Regions from separate parts of the Xenopus tropicalis genome. Here region 2 is linked to region 1. A link is a contact called in public Hi-C data. All regions are on one chromosome and are shown on one strand. The core of a region is the stretch at or near the end of the contact, and the rest is flanking DNA. Distances in the headings are between cores, read along the strand shown. Region 1 holds the start of tbx3 (T-box 3). Region 2 holds the start of tbx5 (T-box 5).

What was found. A called contact is a pair of places that touch in the nucleus more often than the background predicts.
Region 2: a contact with region 1 is called in a Hi-C map of neurula embryo, with 1.9 times the contacts expected there. The contact joins the promoter of tbx5 here to the promoter of tbx3 in region 1. A contact is called at or near these places in 4 of 5 Hi-C or Micro-C datasets (brain, gastrula embryo, neurula embryo and 1 more).

What each region holds. Positions count from the first base shown.
Region 1 is chr1:145,773,423-145,777,413 of UCB_Xtro_10.0, reverse strand. It overlaps tbx3 (T-box 3), which reads right to left and starts at 2,173. Exons shown (of 7, transcript NM_001032353.1): 1 at 1,283-2,173. The coding sequence starts at 1,674.
Region 2 is chr1:145,924,914-145,929,175 of UCB_Xtro_10.0, reverse strand. tbx5 (T-box 5) reads right to left here and starts at 1,339. Exons shown (of 10, transcript NM_001198768.1): 1 at 1,181-1,339; 2 at 787-817. The coding sequence starts at 1,339.

The DNA.
Region 1 (3,991 bases), core at 924-3,423:
TTTTTATACAAAATATACACTCCTCCATAAATATAACCAAAAGTGCAATTTACAGGCCCAAAGAGTTGCCCAAGTCATAGATAATCTAGTTTTCATTCAAGAAAAACTCCAGTTGGACGCCGTGCTTGTATGGCTCTTGGATTCCCAGGGTTTGGGGAGCCTTCCCTTCCTCTGGATTCATTTACCTATATACATTCTTATTTTTGTTTGTTTATTGTGTGTGTGGGAATGTTTGCATTGCTGTGAGTTCAGATGGGCCTAATCTATTTTATTCATTACTGATCACTACAGAATGAGGTTTTCATCGGAATTGCCACATTTTATTTTTCTGCTTGTAGTAAACTGCACTCTAACCAGGTGAAGTTTTTGTGTTTGTGTGTAGAGTAGTAAATTTGAGGCCTTTTATATACCTGCTATCAAAAATGCAGATTGCTGGCAGTATGGTTTGACCGTCTTTTTTGAATTATCCGTATACTATCCATATACTGTGACTGTGCGTGTATACACACATTTACAATACGCCACAGAGATATAACCACAAGGCATTTAACACCAGTGATAAGAAGCTGACTTCTTGAAATCGCCAGTATAACATGCCATAAAGTTATTTTGTATCTGTTATAAGCTGCCGAGATATGTTCAGCATTTCAGGAAATATATGTAATAAAGAGACAGAATTCTTCCAACCTTTGGTGCAAAACTTTGACCGCAGCTAACAGACAGGAGGGAGTGGGAGACGCCGCACTCAGGGCCTAAATATAGTAAATACAATTGCAGCAATAAACCTTTATACTGCTGGAAAGGAGATAAACGAGTTGGAATAAAATCATTCGTTTACTAAATGTCAGAAGAAAAGTGACGATTATATGTCACTTCTAAAATACATTGTATTTGTGTTCTTTTACCATTGATATTTGTGCGCCGAAAAGTTTTAACTTGTGTTTATAACCCCAAAATGTTCTGCTGTATTTTAGTCTTGGGGTTAAAGGTGTTTTTTTGTTTTGTTTTTTTTTGTCGATCTGACAAACATATTCCCCAACACAGATTTACATACAAACAAGTAGAAACACACGCATGATGATACATACAAGCATTGCAGTTACTGCAGAGTAAGGAAATAAGGAGTGCCAGGTGAATTGGAAATGGCACAGGAATCTGCAGATCTGTGCAATGATAGTGGCAGAGGATAGTGCACTTCTGTACAGGGGGGCCCCATGGCCAAGTCTCTAGGTGAGTTTAAAACCAGTTCTAATGTATAATGAAGACAAAGGCTGAGACTCACCTCCCAGATTTTGTGATGACCATCTCTGTCCCCCTTTTGTGGAACTGTTCCCAGAGATCCTTGCCTTCCAGGTGGACTTTTGGATCGTCTTCAACTTCTTCTTCTGGTTCAAGGGTTTTAAGAGGCCTCAAATGAGCAGCTGCCTGGTGACCCAAAGATGAAAAGGGGATGCCAGTCTCTGCGGCACCCACTAATTGATCCATGATGGGCTTGGCCAGGGCACCAGGAAGGGAAAGAGCAGCCCCATTGGGTGGCAGAGCCAGAGCTGGAAAAAAGGGAGGTTGGTGTCCAAGAACAGCACTCATTGCAAAGTCTGGTGCCCTGTGGGATAGGAATGGATGGTAAGCCATGGCTGACCCTGAAATCACTGGATCTCTCATGGGTAAATTCATTCACTTGCACCCTTTGGATCTCACAGCTCGGGGCTCAGTCCAGTGTGAGGGATCTTCACGGGCACATTAATGTGGCAAAACCCAGCATTGACACAAGAGACTGCCGGGTTATTCTCAGGCTTTAATTCGAATAGAGAGAGGAAGAAATGCAATTCCCCGCTCAGCTATCCTCCTGCGAGAGTTTCACTTGTGCGGCGATCGGAGAGACTGGGGCAGTCCGTGTTCTCTGGGCAAGCAGCAACTTCTCCGGCAGCCCCAGCGGCTGTCACAGCTCCAGGTAAGGATTAAGAGTGAAGATGCAGATGTCTATTTTGTACTGCACTCTGGTGCTTCCGCTGTTCCCCCAAATGGATTGCTTCCCTTTGTCCTCCTTTTTTTTAATAAATAGCAGCCTCCCTTCCCGGAGAATGTGCCAGTGTCAGAAGAGAGAGCAGAAAGAGGGAGATGGGGTTACAGAGGAAGAGGAGAGGGTGGGAGAGAAAAGACAGAGGAAAGAGACAGTCCCCGCTTCAAGTATCCTGTGTGTGAATGGAGCCTCTCCTTACACCATATCCCAGGGATGTGTTGTGGCAATGCGAGGAGCCCAGACCTACTTGATTGGCCCTTTGACGCTTTCGGACCAATTGTGTGGCTCCATAGGCGGGGTTTTGACAGGTCTACTGGATGGGGACAGGGCTGAGTTATAAAAAGAAGGTGTCGGAAGCTGTAGCGTTGCAGCAAAGCATCACTACTACATAATGCCGTGTGAATATGTCAACATGATCAGATGGGAGGGGACACGGCAGGAAGGTGTAGCGGGGGCTGGAAGAACACAGCCAGCTATTCAGCCGCTGCCTGCCTGGCAGGGAAAGGCACTTACCTCTAGGTGGCTTGCTAGGAAAGGGAGAGAAAACACATGCACCCAGGGGGAGGGGGAGGGCTGTGCGTGTGCACTGAGGCTTTTCCCTCACCCTCCATCTACAGCTCTGGCGCTGCTTGCGCAGCCTCTGCGGCCAACTCCAGCCCCGACTTATCATCAGCCTCTCAGTGGGACTCCCATTTCATCGCCTTGCCCCGTCACAATGGCCGGAAGGATAAGTGCGAGCGGCTCGGGGCATGTGTGGGTTGGACCGAGACCCAAGAACATTCCCATCATCCAACCCATCCCTGTGGGAAGCGGCGCACTGATTGCCCGGGGAGCGCAACCGCCCGCATACCCTGCGCTCATGCCAGCGCTTGCTACCGAAATTGGCTCTGTACTAGTCACTCCCGATCCCCTACATATTTGTCTATAAATATATCGGTGTTAATTAAATGTAGGTGGGAATCCTGTGCCATTCTGTTACTGACCTAAAACTATCGGTCTTTAGGAGTCTGATCACTTAATCCATAAAATCCTACCATAAAATGATGGAGTTATATAGATTTTAAATTGGCTACATTTGCGCTAGTGATGGTCACTGGACCGGTTGAGTAGTGTATAATCACATCGGCCAGACTGCTCTGTATAAAATACAGCGTTTTACATTGCGTCAGTGTGCGATACTGAGGTACATTCCTACTGTCTCTATTATTTTTTCCCAGAGCAAAACTACCCCCCCCCCCAGCCAGGCTGGGGAGAAAGTGTAATTTGCTGGGATAAAGCCTCTAATCTCCCAGACATCAGTGTTTCTCCTTTGCACTAATTCCGTGTGATATCTCACCCTGGGATCACATGCACAGATTGCCAGCCCTGTAGCCTTTCTCTGCCCCCAAGCCTATCTGTCCGGCAATCAAGACATCATTTGTAAGACAACCCGTGAAATGTCCACTCACTGGCTCTGTTGCTGCCTGTATTCCCCAGTCAATTGGGGGGGGGGGGGGTAGATCTGTTGAGACCAGGGGCCCAGCCCAATATATATATATATATGCCTGGGTGAATGCTTAGCTGTTAGTTAACACATCCCGTTTATAAAGTAAAAATCATTTTTCAATTCCCATATGTTAAGGACGCGTACAAAGCAAAACTTTCCCCTTAAGATTTGTGCCTGGGCCCCGCGAAGCCAGTGAGCTGAAAGGGTTAAGGCGAGGGGAGATGGGGAAGCAGATTGTTAGTGGCTGGAGGAAGGCGCAGCATTGTGAGCTAAATGCACTGAGATAGGAGCGGAACATCTGAAGTGATTAGCCCTCCCAACAGCGCATTTTTCACTCACATACTTAAGAGCATTCGGCGCCAGACTGGTCAAGTCTGTTTAGTGGCCTGAGTCTCGGATCACTCTCATTCACCAGGATATATTGTAAGGGAGGGGGATCGCTCTCTGAAACTGGGATCAAGGCGGTGGGAGATGAAGGGGCACAT
Region 2 (4,262 bases), core at 90-2,589, 150 kb before region 1:
ATCTAATAGTCTTACCTTCCAGCCTTAGTAATAATCATTTCTGTGCCAACTTCGTGAAATTTCAGCCACAGTTCTCTCTCATGCAAAAACACCTTAATGCCTTCCATTCCCTGGGAACAAAAGGCAGAGTATAAATACACAGAAGCCATAACCTGGCACAAGTCCGTGTTCTCCCACATTTCTGCCTACCTCCTGCCTCCCCCTTTTGTATGAACCTGCGTTTAAGCAAAGCTGGTACAACTTAGAATTTTCCAGTTGTACTGGTTTAAGATTTGTATGTATGTGTGTGTGTGTGTGTGGGGGGGGGGGGGGGCGGTGTAAATGTGGGTGAATTTATCGAGTTTCAAAAAAAGGCCAACTTTCTGTTTTTTTTTTCTTATTTTGCAAGGCGAATTAACGTTTTTAATTTTCTTTTTTTGTGCTTGCATATTGACTTGCTTAAGCTCAAATTAGTGTGTTTGGAGAAAGCTTTTGAATGGGGCCTGTCTCTATATTTTGTCAGAAATAAGCATACTGGCAATATAACTGTTTTGACTGCGATGTCTTTATTTTTTATTCACAAATATATGCCATCGCTGGAATGTGTCTGAGCCCTGAACTGTTCTTCATCTATGGCCTCCGCTTGCTGCTGCTTTATGCCCTAATGGAATATGCTTTGCCCTCTAAAGCAGGGCAGGAAGGGCAAAGCAGGGCAAGAAGGGCAAAGCAGGGCAAGAAGGAGATCCTTACCTCGGGATAAAAACAGCGTTAGATGCTTTTATAATCTCGTACTGCAAGCACTGTAACCATACATCTCTTCATGTACATATATGTGTATGTATGTATATGTGTGTGTATGTATGTATATGTGTGTGTGAGAATGTATGCACAAATCATAAAGCAGAATCACTCAGTTTAGGATTACATTTGATTAGATTATATTAGATTAAATTTGTAATGAGCCGGCTTTCCTTGCATATGGTACAGTGGTAAGACAAACATGCCAGAATTCAAGAGTGATATATACAAGTTATATAAAAACTGCTTGTAGCACATGCATTGCAATGCAATATAATATGTGTAATATTTGTCTATAAATCCTACATTGTGCCCAGTGTGTCAGTGCTTTAGTTTCTAAATGTGAATGTACTATTTTGCCCTGAATGAATGCCATGGTATAAGGCGTATGTCTCTCTGGAATTACCTCTCTTACCTGCTGGGTAAATGCAGCCTGAGGAGAAGTAGGGGTCTTGCTGCTGGCCCCCATCTGATTGTCCTGTTTAGGCTCACACTGTAGCTCTTTGGGCTCTGGTTCCACAGGGGTATCAGGCATCCCATAAGCCTCCTCTGTGTCCGCCATATTCCAGTGGGAGCCTGCACTGAGAGGAGACAACCTGTCATAGGTCTGTAACTTGGCCCCTGTGTGTCTCCCTGACATGGGATTAAAGTCAATGTCTGTCAGTTTCTTTACACGCCGCTAGCAGGCTTATTCATGTGGAGAAGTGCCTGTTACTCACAGATAACTGCGCTGGCCAATATATATGGCTGCAGCCATTCGCTGGAGTATGTGTAAAATATAATTATTATTACTATATTTGTTCCTATGCAGGTATGTTCACATTCTGGCATTAGGCTCATACATGTGGGTATAATTTGTATATAACTGTCAAGCGTGCCCCCCATTCACAGACTCACCCAAACACAAAAACTCACTCAAAAGGAATATTTTTTGGAAGGACAAAGACAAAGCTAAATGTCTATCATCAACTTTCTCTGGCTTTTCATACAAAATATTCTCGGCAGTCAATGCCTCTGAGCTACTAATTAATATTTACTTCAGCTGGAACATCACCTGCAGTTTTACCTGGATTTGTATGAATTTTAAACTAGATTGTTTCTCCTTTGAGCTTTATCTGATGAGTAATGTGTTATTTTTGTATTTTTAACTGATGTTTTAAAATGTTTCAATCGATAAAATAGTGAGTGTGTCTATATTTACATTGATTTTTGGGAAGCCATCTATGACATCCCCTGCAAACCTCGATAGATAAAATAGGAGCCCCCTTTCTCTATGACACACACTGCAGAAATATTTAGAATTCTTCTGTGTTGTATCATTCAAATTCACTTAGATATTTGTGTGCCTCTTATTATTAGTTTCTTGAGATGCCTCATAGTAACCTTCAGAAACAGTATACATTTATTTTCAATTGATATTAGTGGGGTATATAAAGATGTATACAAATACACAGATGTTCCTATACATGTACACACAGGCACACACAAATCATTTGTAGTCTGATAAAAAATTGACCACAACAGCAAATGGTCTCTTTTCCTATTTAAGTAAAATCCATAGTTTGCACAAAATATGAGGTATAATGTGTGTTTTGTTTTACATATCTGAGAAATGCAAAATGATGACGTTTGTACGTGAGAGTGTGTATTATAGATATATACTAGAAATATGTGGTCTGTGTGCCTGTGCGCCTCCTGTTGCCATGTGGATAAGACCAGGCCTTATGTTTTGCTGCAGAAATGCGATTTCAGCCTCTATTTAAGTGCCAAAGCCTACGGTACCCCTGTATTTGGCGCACAGCAGTTCCCACGGCGCTGGTTTGCTCCTGGGCTTCCCTGCTGTACAGTGGGAGAAACAATACCTGTAAGCGGCTCCTTCACTCCTTTGTCAGTATTAAAGGCCCCTGCTTGTTGCTGCTCGGTCTCCAGCTTATTCCTTCCCTTCCCAAGAAAATAAAGGCAGAGGCTGGATCCTTCCCATGGAATCACCGTTAATATCGGCCCCTCTCGGGCAGAAATGTGTATCTAGAGCCCAGCTGAGGGTAAGGAGGTCGCCTTCCTCATTCCGCGTTAGATTTGCTGCTTGGCTGCAAGGAAAAGCTGGGATCTCATTCGCAGCCACAGCGGTTGGTTCTCTTCCGTGCAATCAGTGTGAGAATGTCAGTGAGAGAGAGATAAATCCAGCCGGCCTTATCGTTGTGCTGGGGGAGAAGCTCCTTCGCAAAGAGGCAGGGGGCTAGCTGGTAGGGATGGGGTTACGGAAAGGGCATCAGTGAGGCTGATGAGTACGAGATCTCTGTCCTGTGTCTCCTTTCTCTGTGTCTCTCAGTGGAGGGCAGCGCTAGTTGGATGGAGAGAGAAATGCAAGCTGTTCTCCTGCGCACACTCACACACACACATACACACAGTCTAGTGTAATGATGGGGAGGGGAGAGCACTGGTATTGCAAAGACACTGCCCAACCACTAGCTCTGCTCCACTCTTACACTCACTGCCTGGCTCCTTCCATCACTCCTGCCTGTGCCTTCCCTATAGTTCCCACAGCTGGATAGATCTTCCCTCCTTCTAATTTCTATATATTAGTTATTACCCCTCTTCCCCCTGGTTTCTCCTGCACTCCTGTCTTCCCACATCCAAAACTACGCAATTATACTTAAACCTTCATTGTCAAAATATACTGCCTGGCTTGAACTGAAAGGGTTAATTGGGGTAACCAGGGCGTGTTATACGCGTTCGTGTTATACTAATTCTCCCCAAGGAATCACATCATAGTTTCCTTGTCCGTCCACCTCCTCCCTGCACTAAAACGAGAAGATATTTTGGGAGCTATCAGGTACAACTGCAAGTTAACTGTAATGGTGTTGCCATGCCAACCCTCATCTGTAGCAAGCAAACTGCCCCTGCCTGCCCCTCGGACTGGGGTGGTGTTTGCAAAAAAAGGAAAGATCAAAGATGTAAAAATAGATATTTTAGTCTCAGGAATGCTCTAACGATTTAACTTGATGGTGCAATGTATACAAAGCAGCAAGGCCGGCTCCAATAAAATAATCAAACCGTCATACTGAAGGGAGATTGGTTTTATCTGGGTCCCTCTCTCCCCCTCATCTCTGTCCGCGGCTCTGAGAAGGAAAACACCCTGCAGCCCTCTGCACACCAGCTAAACACTCATTCTTGTCCCAAAGGCTTTCTCTCTATTTGTTCTAGTTTAGTACCAATTCAGATCTATCTGTTAGGGGGATATGCTTGACATTTGACCATATCATTTTATATATAATATCTCTTTGCATGTGTGCTGGTACAAAGGTTTTTTCCCTGTATAATATTAAATGAACTAGAGCACTGTTCTAAATGGAGTGTTCCACACCTCACTAGTAGTGTGTGTCCATGAAGAGGTAGAGAAGACAAAAAGAACAACAGACAAATGTATATTTTGTTTGTGTGTATTCTGATTCTGTCTGATTTGCCTAATGAAATAACATGCGCTT